Regions from separate parts of the Mus musculus genome. Here region 2 is linked to region 1. The links are chromatin contacts, called in public Hi-C maps. All regions are on one chromosome and are shown on one strand. Each heading gives the region's core, a stretch centred on a gene start, on an enhancer-like site or on the middle of the called end of the contact. The rest is flanking DNA. Distances are from core to core; before and after follow the strand shown.

What was found. Hi-C and Micro-C count contacts between places; a contact is called where the count stands out from the background.
Region 2: a Hi-C map of muscle stem cells shows a contact between it and region 1, with 1.6 times the contacts expected there. The contact joins two enhancer-like sites. A contact is called at or near these places in 3 of 39 promoter capture datasets (the C10 cell line, the HPC-7 cell line and pre-B cells) and 3 of 484 Hi-C or Micro-C datasets (muscle stem cells, nephron progenitors and regulatory T cells).

Annotation. Positions count from the first base shown.
Region 1 is chr6:8,374,902-8,380,482 of GRCm38.p6, forward strand. The region is part of intron 3 of Umad1 (UMAP1-MVP12 associated (UMA) domain containing 1); the gene reads left to right. It also overlaps the pseudogene Gm8428. Among named protein-coding and RNA genes, the nearest start is that of Gm46952, 32 kb to the left of the region's middle. Within about 2 kb of position 2,165, at least 8 of the 459 cell types and tissues checked have an H3K27ac peak or open chromatin away from gene starts, as enhancers often do. A contact at or near this core is called in muscle stem cells, where this site is marked.
Region 2 is chr6:8,443,635-8,449,326 of GRCm38.p6, forward strand. No RefSeq gene overlaps it. Among named protein-coding and RNA genes, the nearest start is that of Gm26075, 55 kb to the right of the region's middle. Within about 2 kb of position 3,362, at least 77 of the 459 cell types and tissues checked have an H3K27ac peak or open chromatin away from gene starts, as enhancers often do. A contact at or near this core is called in muscle stem cells, where this site is marked.

The DNA.
Region 1 (5,581 bases), core at 915-3,414:
CAAGCACAGAGCGAGAGCTCAGTGTTGACCATGTGACCCCCTGTGATTGGAATAAAGCACTGCTCAGTGTTGACCATGTGACCCCCTGTGATCAGAATAAAGCACTGCTCTGCTGGAGGCTCAGGAAGTAGCCACCATGACTTTGTAAGTTCTAATTGCTTAGTGTCTTTATCAGGTTACTGTTACAAAGCGCCATACTGTATACTGGCTTACAGACAGTAGGAAGTCATTTTAAGTTCCAGAACTGGGAACCCCAACATCAAGGTGCTAGCAACTTTGCTATCAGATAAGAGAGCCTGCTTTTTTAGTTCATGGGTGGTTCCTTCTTGTGTCATCACATGGAGCTTTGACCGTCACCCCTTATTAAAGGAAACAGTCCACCTTATGAAGGTTCCACCCTCACGACCTAATTATCTCCCCAAAGCCACATCTCTTAATGCTATTACATTAAGAATTCAGTTTCCACATGTCAAACCAAACAGGTGGGGGTGGGAGGAACTGCAGCATAATAAAGGATGTACTGGATATGTCTATACAGCTTGACAGTTTACTTGTCGGTCTGGAGTCTTCCAAGGCTCCTTCTTAAGGAAAGGAGCATTCAGAGTCACCAGGGAATTGAGCTAGCTCATTGTCAGGCTGTGTTCTAGACTTTCCATTAGTACCTCAGAGGCAGTGTACATACTCAGATGAGTTAGAAGTGCTTTCTGAGCAATGGAACAACCAGTGTTCGCTATCAGAGAGCACAAAAGAAACGGGTGCTCCAGAGGAAACCACATAGTTAAATCATAAGAGGCTATCTATGGTTTATCATAAAAAAGTCAAAATTATTTGTCTTTACCTTAAACACCTAAAATAGAATTCTTTATTTCTCTTCTTTAAAAACCCAACAATGAAAACATTGTTGTATAGTCTGTACTGCTTATACCTTCACGTAGAAAAAAACTATCATCTAATCTGGGAGTTTTAAGCTCTGGTGAGAGACTCACAACTCCCACAGTGAGTGTAGTATGTATGAGCCTATGGCCCTGAGTATGGGACTGTCTAGCCAGCAGACTGCATTTTACTTATATCTAAACATTTCAACCTTCACTTGACCATGGAGAGGTCTACTTGTTGATTTTTGCAGCCCCAAAGCATCTCTGTCCAAGTTTTCATCATCTCGACATATCACCATTATCTATGGCAGGTGTAGAACTGAATCCCTGAGGCATCCTTGGCTCCACTCTGTCCTTCACATTCCTTTTTATCTCTTTCATGTCTTGTCATCCTAGCCTCTGGATTCCAGCAGTCCCTCAGCCTTGCCACTGTTAGAACACAAAGCCACCACTTGTGCCAGGTTTCTACCTCCAGTGTTCCCTTAGAGCCTACTGGTAACATAGCAAACCAAAGTAAATGTCAGGCACACTGTTTATTGGCTTGAGACTAGCTGAGTTCTCACTAAGGAGAATGAGCACTTAAGCCTAGAGCGGGCTCCAGGAACCCCTTCCCCTTCCATTCTCATTCCTCGCCATGCCCCAGCCTTCCGTCTGGGCCACTGGCCTTCCTGTCATTTCATGATGCTGAGCTCTTTCTCTTCTTGTCCTGTTGGCTGCTGGCACTCATGCTCCTTACCAGAGCTTGCCTTGGCTCTTCGTTGTCATAGAAACTATCATTTATTTTGCTAGCCTTTCTCATGACTATCTCTGCTGAAGTGTCACACCCCCAGTCGCCACCACATAACTTTGTTTCATCTTCTCCACTACAGTTATCTCTGTTTCTGATCATTTATTTACCACCTGTTAGAATTAAAATAGACCTTATAACTCAGATTCACATCTGGTATATACAAAGTCCTTTCAAAAAAATATGTTAGCAATTGATTCAACAACCAAATAAGAAAGCCGAATGTCATTTGGATGCATTTGTCTTACCTCCTCATCAAGTCCTGATGAATCTACCTACTGAGCATTTTCATAGCAGGCTTCTTTTCCCTCAGCTAGGTCCTCATCTGTGCACTTGACTGTTACTGGATCACTGTTTCTTTCCCAGATCTCTTTCTTCAGTACCTCTAAAATGCCTTGAGTAAGAACTTAACCTCAGACTCTATTCAACCGCTACCTCTTGTGACCTCTTTGCTGCTGCAGCCAAAGACAACCCCATCACTTCTGACCTCTTGTGCTGTTCTTGATGACTTCACTGTAATGCCATGCTTAGAAGGCAGAGCTCACGGCTTTGTTAGCTTCACAGCCTCCTGTGCCATAAATGCACTGGCGGTGACTTCAGTTTCTGATTAAGTAAGTGGTCTTCTTTAACAAATTCTGTCTTCTGTTTTATTAGAAACTGAATATCTTCTCTCTAGAAAAAGAAACATGTTTTGTGTTTTGTTTTGTTTCAACTTCTTAGTAGTTAACCATTTTTTAAAAAAATCTTACTTTTGGCATTCTCATTAACAACAAAAAAATGATTTAATGATTTTTAGATAGTTTTGAAGCGCATATATTCGATAAAGATATTATAATTAATATACTAGCAGGGAGAGTCATAGTTCACTTTATTATTTTTTAAGGAGAGAAATGGTTTATTTGGTAACAAGGAATAAAAAAGAAATTCTTTAATTCTTCTCTCTTGTGGTGGTTGAACTGCAGTGGCCAGATGGACGCCACACAGGAATCGCTTCCTCAGACCAGATCTCCTGAGATTCAGACACCATAGTTGCATGTATCTTCTAGACAGAGGGGCTGGTCTCTGTGCTTGCTCTCTGAGGTTTTAGTGGCCATTGCAGTTTCCTTCTTGTCTTCAGGCTTCGTGGCAGGAAACAGAAGTACTTCCTTGATTTTGTTGGAATCTGTGAGAAACATAGTAAGTCGATCGATCCTCATGCCCCAGCCGACTGTGGGGGACAGCCCATATTCCAGGGCAGTGCAGAAGTTCTCGTCTATGAAGATGGCCTCGTCATCACCAGCAGCCTGGGCCTTGGCTTGTTCTTCAAACAGCTGTCGCTGCCACACAGGGTCATTCAGCTCAGTGTGGGCATCACATCCCCCTTCTTCATGACGAATGGCTCAAAGCACTCACTGAGACCCTCTTGGGAGCAGTGCCATTTGGCCAAAGGACCCATGATCTGTGAGTGACCACAGATGAGTGTAGGACTGATCATGTCACTTGGAGGAACTTTCCAACAAGCTTATCAAGGGGCCTGGCTGTGGGCCGAGGTGGGGGCCATTCAATATCTTTTGCAACACAAATATCATCAAGAATTTTTCGAGTTTCTTCAATTTCAAAGAGACTTGTTTGTGGCAGCTTCACACCTTGGGCTTTCTCAACCTCTTCTACCGTGCTGATGGCTTTGGTAGGGTGAAGTCAGTCTTTTAGGCTTGGCCTTCTGGCCCATCTGGGTAGTAGGCGATCTTTTAACTGCCTGTAATGTTTTTCACCATTTCTGACAGCATCTTCTCTATGATTTCCATGAGGTCATGATAGTCTGCATAGGCCATGTAGAACTCAAAGGTGGTGAATAGGATTGTGAGTCAAATCAATCCCTTCGTTCCATAACTGGCACCCAATTTCATAAGCGTGGCCAGTGGCACAACTACCAGCATCTTGTGGTAGAATTCTGGAGCAATTCTCATATACAAGTTCATGTCCAATTCATTGTGATAGGTGATGAAAGGTTTGGCCACAGCTCCCCAGTGACGAACACATCATGGGAGTTTCAGTCTCTTGGGATCCTAGCTCATCCAAGAAACTTCTTATATATGTGATGATCTCAGAGCAGACGATAAATTTCTGCCTCACAAAGTCGTTTAGGATCAAGTCCAAGTATCTCTGGTGATACTGTGTTTCCTTGTCTTTGAGACCAAAGTGACAATGAGGCAGCATGTACAGCAGTGTGATCTCCTAGGGTGATGCTCAGCTCACCCTTCGTGGTTTTCCCAGGATTCCCCTCAACTCCAATTATGTCTCCCTGGCGCAGGTTGTTAGTTATGTGAACAAATTCCTCTTCTGATTTATAATTCCTGGAGTTGGCCATCACTTGTAACTTGACACCCTCTGCTCAAAGGTCATAGAAGATGAACTTTCCCCCAGAGGCTCTCTTGGCATGGATGTGACCTGCCACTTTGAGGGTAACATCAGTCAGGTGGTCCCAGGCTGCAGGTGACTGTATTCTTGGATGAACTGAGTGAGTGAGCTGTCCGTCCACATGTTACTTGTGTGTGTGCGGGTTCTGCCCCACTGACCTTCAGGTGTGGACTGCTTGGCTGTGGATCTTGTAGTATTGATTTGGGTCCAGAGTCTTCTCCTCAGCACCCACACCATTGTCATCAGTGTGGTTGGTCGTGGCACAAGCAGTCTGCTTTAGCTGTTTCTCACAGAGCTCTTTCTGCTTGGCCTCTTTCTCTGCCAGTTTCTTCTCAGCTTTCAGACACCTCTTCAGCTCATTCTTGCTTAGTTTCAGCTGGCCATCCACTTAGACTTCACTCTCCTGCAGTGTGGCCATCTTCCCCACTGGCCTGACCCAAAAATATTATCCATAGTTCACTTTAAAAGACTAGGAAATGCAGAAGTGGTTGGTTGGTTGGTTGGTTGGTTGGTTGGTTGGTTGGTTGGTTGACTGACTGGCAAGCCAGCTGGTTGGTTGCTTTATGTGTTAAGACAGAGCCTTTGTATGCTAGGATGGCGTAGAACTCAGTCTAGCCTGGACTAGCTCAGACTCTCAGTGATCTTACTGCTTCAGACTCTTAAGGGCTGAATTACAAACATAAGTCATCATATCTATCTGTAGAAATAACATGATAAGAACATAACTGGTAAATTAGAAGGGGTTCCATAAAGCTAGAAGTAATGTTTGTAGTGTTTTATGTTTGTACATGTACACATTTATGTTTGTGTGCATAGATAGGTATATTTATATATGTCTCTATATATGTATATTTCAATGTATATATAAATGTGTGTTTATTCATATGTACATATGTATTTAAATGTATATTAATGTTTACTAAGGTTCATGTTTGTGTACGTATGCATATTTATGTTTGTGTACATGCATATATTTATGTTTATGTAAGTGTGTATATACTTGTGTGTATAAATGTGTATTTGTTTACATGTATATATTTATGGTTTGTACATGTATCTTTGTGTATGTAAATGTGTATATGTTTGTGTGCATAATTTATATATTTATATATGTTTATATTTTTTAGGTGTGTATATGTGCATGTTCATATGTATGAATATATTTGTTGAAAACATGTTTTGTTCTGGGTACATGGTATTATCAGACATTGAATAAACGCTTAATGTTTGGTCTGCACAAACACTTAGAGGACAGGAATTTATCCAGTTCATATCTGAAAGCTGTGAGTCGACACCTTACCTTTCCTTGTCAGAATGATGAGGACACATGTGCCACAGTTCATCTCTCGTAACTATTCTTGCCTATTTCTTTGTATTTTCAGTTGGGCTTTTTAACTATTATAAGAGCTAGCTGGAATTGTAACTCGGTACTGGTAGTACACTTGCTGGGTTGTAGGTATTTCCAAATCATAAGTTGACTTTTATTTTTCTTGTCCAGTTCACCCTCTTATAACCATCTGCC
Region 2 (5,692 bases), core at 2,112-4,611, 70 kb after region 1:
AATGAAAGGCAAAAGGCGCTTCTGTCCCTTAAGGAGCTCCTCAGAACAAGGGGTGTTTCAGAGAAAGAGGAACTTTTTTTTTCTTAAAATGAAATGACATGGGAAATGTAGGATAGGAAAGGTGAGTGGATTTTGAGTCTGCTGGAGGTCTTCGGTGGACTTGTCCCTCTGGCTGTTGTTCAGCCACTAACCATTTGAGTCCATTTACTCTCATTCTCTCCACAAATAAAGCACATTGTTTGCATCTCATCAGTTCCTTAAAAAGATGTCTTCAACAAAAGAGCCTTTAGGAAAGAAACACCATTAGAAATACAGCATTTAACTCCTTTTCATTATCATTAGCTACTCACATCACCGAGTAGGATGCATTCCAAGAAAAATAACTGTAAAGTTCTTAATATTCCATTAATTCCATGAGGATTTCCTATGTGCATACAACATGCTTTGATAACACCCACTCTCTCCCTCCTCCCCCTAACTCCTTCAGAATCATAAGAATTGATAGGTCTACACTCAGTTCCTTGACTTTGGACAAATTGTATAATCTTGTGGGGACTAAAGTTTCTAACCCTTGAAATAGAGATAACATTGACTTTATAGTATTGAGATGATAATTAAAGAAGAGACTGTTTTCAAGGACTTAACTGAGAGCAGAGTACAGAGTATGGGTAGCACATGGCAGCTACTGGCAGTCGTGGCTGAAAATGCTATTTCATGCAGCAACTTTGTTCTCATCTCAAGCCGTCAGTATATGAAGGAATAGCTCACATCCGTGTGATCTGAAAGACACCACTTCCCTCAGAGGTTGCTCTAGTTGAATAGGCGAGGATTCGCTGGACCTCTTCTAAACCAGACCATGGTTCCTGTAAAACACAAGATACCTACAGTCCATCCAAAAGAGTCAGACTGGACCTGTCCCTGATACCTCTCCACAAAGTTACTATTGCCCACCACGTGCAGTAAATCCCTTAATACCTGCTCATCAGAATCTTCCTTGGGAAGATGGTTCTTGCTTTTCTGAAGAACCTTTGTGGGGTCATTTGAAGAGATCAAATCTATTATTTAATACCTATTTTGTAATTTTAATATAAACTATGATAGAGTCCCTATCTACACAGAGTGGGTATTCCAGTTAGTAATTTTCCTCTTTGGTACAACCAAAGACCTCATAAAAGCAGTTTAAGGGAAGACGAGTGTGTACTGGCTTCCAGTTCCATGGTACAGTTATCATGGCGGCAGACGTGGCTGCAAGCCCTTGGGGTGCCTGTTCACATCGAGTCTTCCCATGAAGGAGAAATGCACAGGACTGTTGTTATTCAGCTCACGTTTTCTTTCCCTAATTCAGTCCAGGACTCCAGCCCATGGGGTGGTACCAGCCATTTCTGAGTCTTCCCAACTCATTTAACCCAGTCTAACAACCCCCTCACAGGCACACCCTGCAGCTTGTCTTCTAAGTCATTCTAGAGCCTATGAATTTGACTGTATTAACTATGTCAGCAAAAATCTGGTCATTTTGTCAACTGGCCACAGTACCCTCTTATTGGAAATTCTTTGTTTGGCTCAATATACACTGGGAGGGAGGGGAGGGGAGTCCAAAGTTCATCAACTTAAAATATAACTTAAATGTTTTACTGGTTGATGTCCTTCAGAGAGTAGTGCTCATTGTTGCCTGGGTGTCTCAAGTGGGTAGTGTGAAATAAGAATTGGCTATACTCCTGGACACATGATGCAATTGTCTACTGGTTTGAGATAAATTATTCATAAACAAGTTGGTTACTATCGTGGGATAGAGAGAGATAGACACTAGATCATTTTTGAGAGTGAATATTATATTTAGGTTTTTTTGCTCTTGAGAATGGCCCTACTGTTTAGTTAAGATTTCTTCAAGACACTAAAACTGTAGTTAGCGGTGGGGAGAGTGACTATATGATTCTGTGTTTTATGTTTCTGACACTTTTTCCAACTCTTAAAATATACGTGAGGTAGTAATGTTAAGGAGGCACAAGACAACTATCCCTAGCTTTATTTTATATTTCTTACTTAAATATAGCTGGCTGTCATCACTTCCTTAGTGATGGCTGTGATTTTAAAAATCACTACAGCAATTTGTTACAAAGAAGCATGTTCTAAACTAAATTTTGGCTTAGGTACTGCTGATAATTCAAACACATGAAGAGTCCTGAGAGCATTTTACAGAATGCTCATAGCTAGGCTATGTCTAGTTTGTCTTCTCTGCCACTGTACCAAGTCCCGCCTGGCTTGGGGGTTACACAAAGACAAGTATGTGACTTGTAGCTACTGCAGCAGCTGATGTTCAACTTGGATAGTCAATGTCCTTTCCCCATCCTCTCAGAAACATATATTCACAAACATAAATCTTCTCAAACAGTTCTCTTCCCATCAATGAAATTCATTTGTGCATCCTCCCCCTCCTTACCTGCAATAGTATTGATTTTATCATATGTCAGCTTTGTTTAACTGTAGGAATGGAATTGTCTGAATATAAAGTTAAAAGCACTGAAGTTGTGAAATGCCAGTCTTAAAGCTCTCCTGCCAACAATAAATCCCCCTTACGGCCCTCTCTGCACACCACATCGATTTAATAGCCCAACTAGCCTTTCTGCACACCACATTGCTCATTTAATAGCTCGGCTAGCTACCCTCCATCCTTTACAGGAAGCTGTTAATTATGGTTTCCTGGGTTTTGCGTGGTTGTGTTCAAGTGTTCCTTTCCTTTTGAAATATCTGGTTCATTTTATTCTCTATATTTCTCCTCTTCACTCTATGGCGTGATGATGTAGTTGAGGAGATGATGTAGTTGACAAAGAATGGTCCCAAACTAAAAATGTTCTAAGCCTTAATTACCTTAGAGTCAGGGTTAAAACTTGTTGTCTACATTATCTGTCCTTTGGGGGATGGGGTGGGTAGTAAAATATAAATATGAAATCATACCCACGATGTGTAGTAGCCTGGCTGGCCTAGAATTCACTATATAGAAAAAGCTGACCTAGAGTTTGTAAGACTCCTCCTGCCTCTGTCTCCCAGGAGCTGGGATTAGAAATATATTCCACCCCACCCAGTTTACGGTGTATTTTATCACCAGAGTAACTTAGTGACTTGTTGCTGTCTTCGGCACACCTTGCAAAGGCATGATAAATTTCTCCCTGTAACCCGTCCCTCAGCGGCAGCAAATTCCCCACAGTGTTGCTTGATTAGGGCTGAGGAAGCTGAAGTTGAGTGTTTCCCAGTTCGGAATGTGCTTCTGTCCAGAGGCTGTCTTGTGTGCAGAGCTGGCTGAAAGGAGCTTGGACAGCCATGCTCAGAGCTGGAAGTCTGGCTAGGCTGGCTGGGCCGGGAGCAGTGAGAGGTCAAAGCTCTGGTTGATTTCATGCTCCTCTGGCGTGCCCCACAGACTGTAGCCTCCACCCAGAGATGCTCTGGCAAGAGTGGGAGGCAGCTGGACAGATCAAGAAAGGCCTTTTGTCCCTGCTGTTCTATAGCAGGCCTTATTTAGAGCAACAGATGCAAATGGACAGGCTTGACTTCCATCTCATGCAGAATGGGTTTAAAATCCCAGGGCTTTGCCTCCAGTTTGAAAGCTTTGTGTAATTATTTGGAAGTTTTAGAAGTGTGTAGAATTTTGTTGTTTTGGTTTGGTTTTGGTTTTGGTTTTGGTTGTTTGTTTTTTGGAAGCTTTAAAGAGAAATCTATGCTTTCTCCCTAAAATAAACCACTTAACTTTCATTTTAATGCCTAATACTAAATACCTCTGTCTCTACGTCCCTTGGTCCCTTCTTTCTTCTTTAACTAAAGATTACCACGAAGAAGGTTAACAAGGAAGTGCCTGGGAGGTAGCTTAGCCTTGCAGCAAGAGGACCAGATTTTGATTCACAGAACCTAGGAGTTTTAAAAGCCGAGTGTGGTGGTACACGCTCTAGGAAGGGCTCAGGGACTTGCTGGTCAGTCAGCCTAGCTTATGCAGAAAGCCCCAGGCCAGCAAGAAACCAATTTCAGAAACAAAGTAGATAGCTTCTGAGAAATGATGCTTAAGGGTGACCTTTGTGCGCTCAAACATGCACAGACACATGGACACAAAAGCATGCAAACAACAGAAAAATGAATGTTAATAAAATCATGGGAAACAACGACTTTTTCCATCTATTTTTATGTGTTGTTGGAGACAACCATGTGATGTTTTCATTCAATCTAGGAGGACAAGTGGATCTAGGATGGTATGGAAACCTTCAGCTTTAGAAACTGTATCTAACATAATCCAAAGGGGAAATTAATTTTTCACTTTGAAGATGTTCACTAGCACAAACACCAAATTATTGAATAGCTGAGTCTCCTGAGAATTGTCATCTGTCACCTGATGCTTCCCAATGGCTCCGGGAGTAGGAGCCTGTCTCTTTGTCCTGACTTTAGACTCTGCCTTAGGAGACCATTTCCCAAAGCGATTAGAAACAGCATATTGTTTTATTAGGCACCAACTTAGAACCATTGTGGAACCACTCAAAGTTGTCCTGTTTCCCCCAAACACGAAAGTAGTGGATCTATTGAAAACAATGAGAGTTAGTGCAGACAGACTGAGTGGAGATGGTACTATTGATTGTGGGGTGATCTGCAGCCCCCCAGGACAGCAACTGTGAGCATCAGGCAGGTACAGAGACAAGCTCCTAGGGCTGGGTTGTGGAAATTCAGGGCTCACCTAAAGGCAGTATGGTAAATAAGTCATTTTAATCTTAAACTTCACAGTAGATTTGAAAGTAGGTATAATTTAAGTTATTCATTTTCTATGATGTCCCATATTACAGTATGAATACTTAAAGCTTAAAAGAAACAATGGACTTATGTTCAGAGCAAGCCACTTTCTGAAGAATTAGAAGGTGACTTGAAGAATAACTTTATACACACCTGACTGCTTTCTTTCATAGACCAACAGAATCAACTAATCTGGACCCTTGGGACTCTCAGAGTCTAATCTTCAACCAAAGAACATACATGGGCTGGACCGAGGTCTCCCTGCACTTACATAAAAGATGTAGAGTTTGGTCTTTATATGGGTCCCAAACAACTGGAGCAGAGGCTACCCCAAAAGCTGTTGCCTGTCTGTGGATACGTTCTTCTAGCTGGCCTGCCTGCCTGGCCTCAGTGGGAGAGGATGTATATAGTCCTGCAGAGACTTGAAGTGCCAGGGTTTGGGGGATACCTATATGGTCCCCAACTGCTCAGAGGAGAAGGGAATGGGAGGATGGGGGGAGGGTTGTGGGAGGGGGTGACCAGGAGGGGGCAGTGATCAGGATGTAAAATGAATAAGTAAAATTAATTCTTTTTTTTTTTTAAAGAGAGATTTCTGAGGGAGAGGGGAGACTGCCTTCTTCCATGTCCTCCTGTCTCTTGGCTTTAAAAGGATGACAGGGACCCTGCTACTCCAAGCTTCATCCTTATCCCTGACTCATTGCAATTAAAAAATAGCACTGGAAAGATGACTCAGTGAGGAGAAAGACCATGCTACACATACAGACTTGAGTTTGAATCTCCAGAACCCATGTGAAGACAGGTGCGTGTCTGTAATCCTAAGGCTTCGGTAGAGAAATGGAAGATAGAGACAGGAGGCTCTTTGAAAGCTCATCAGCCATCTTGCCTGGCATATTTAGCTGTGAACACCAAAGAGACATTGTCTTAAACAAGA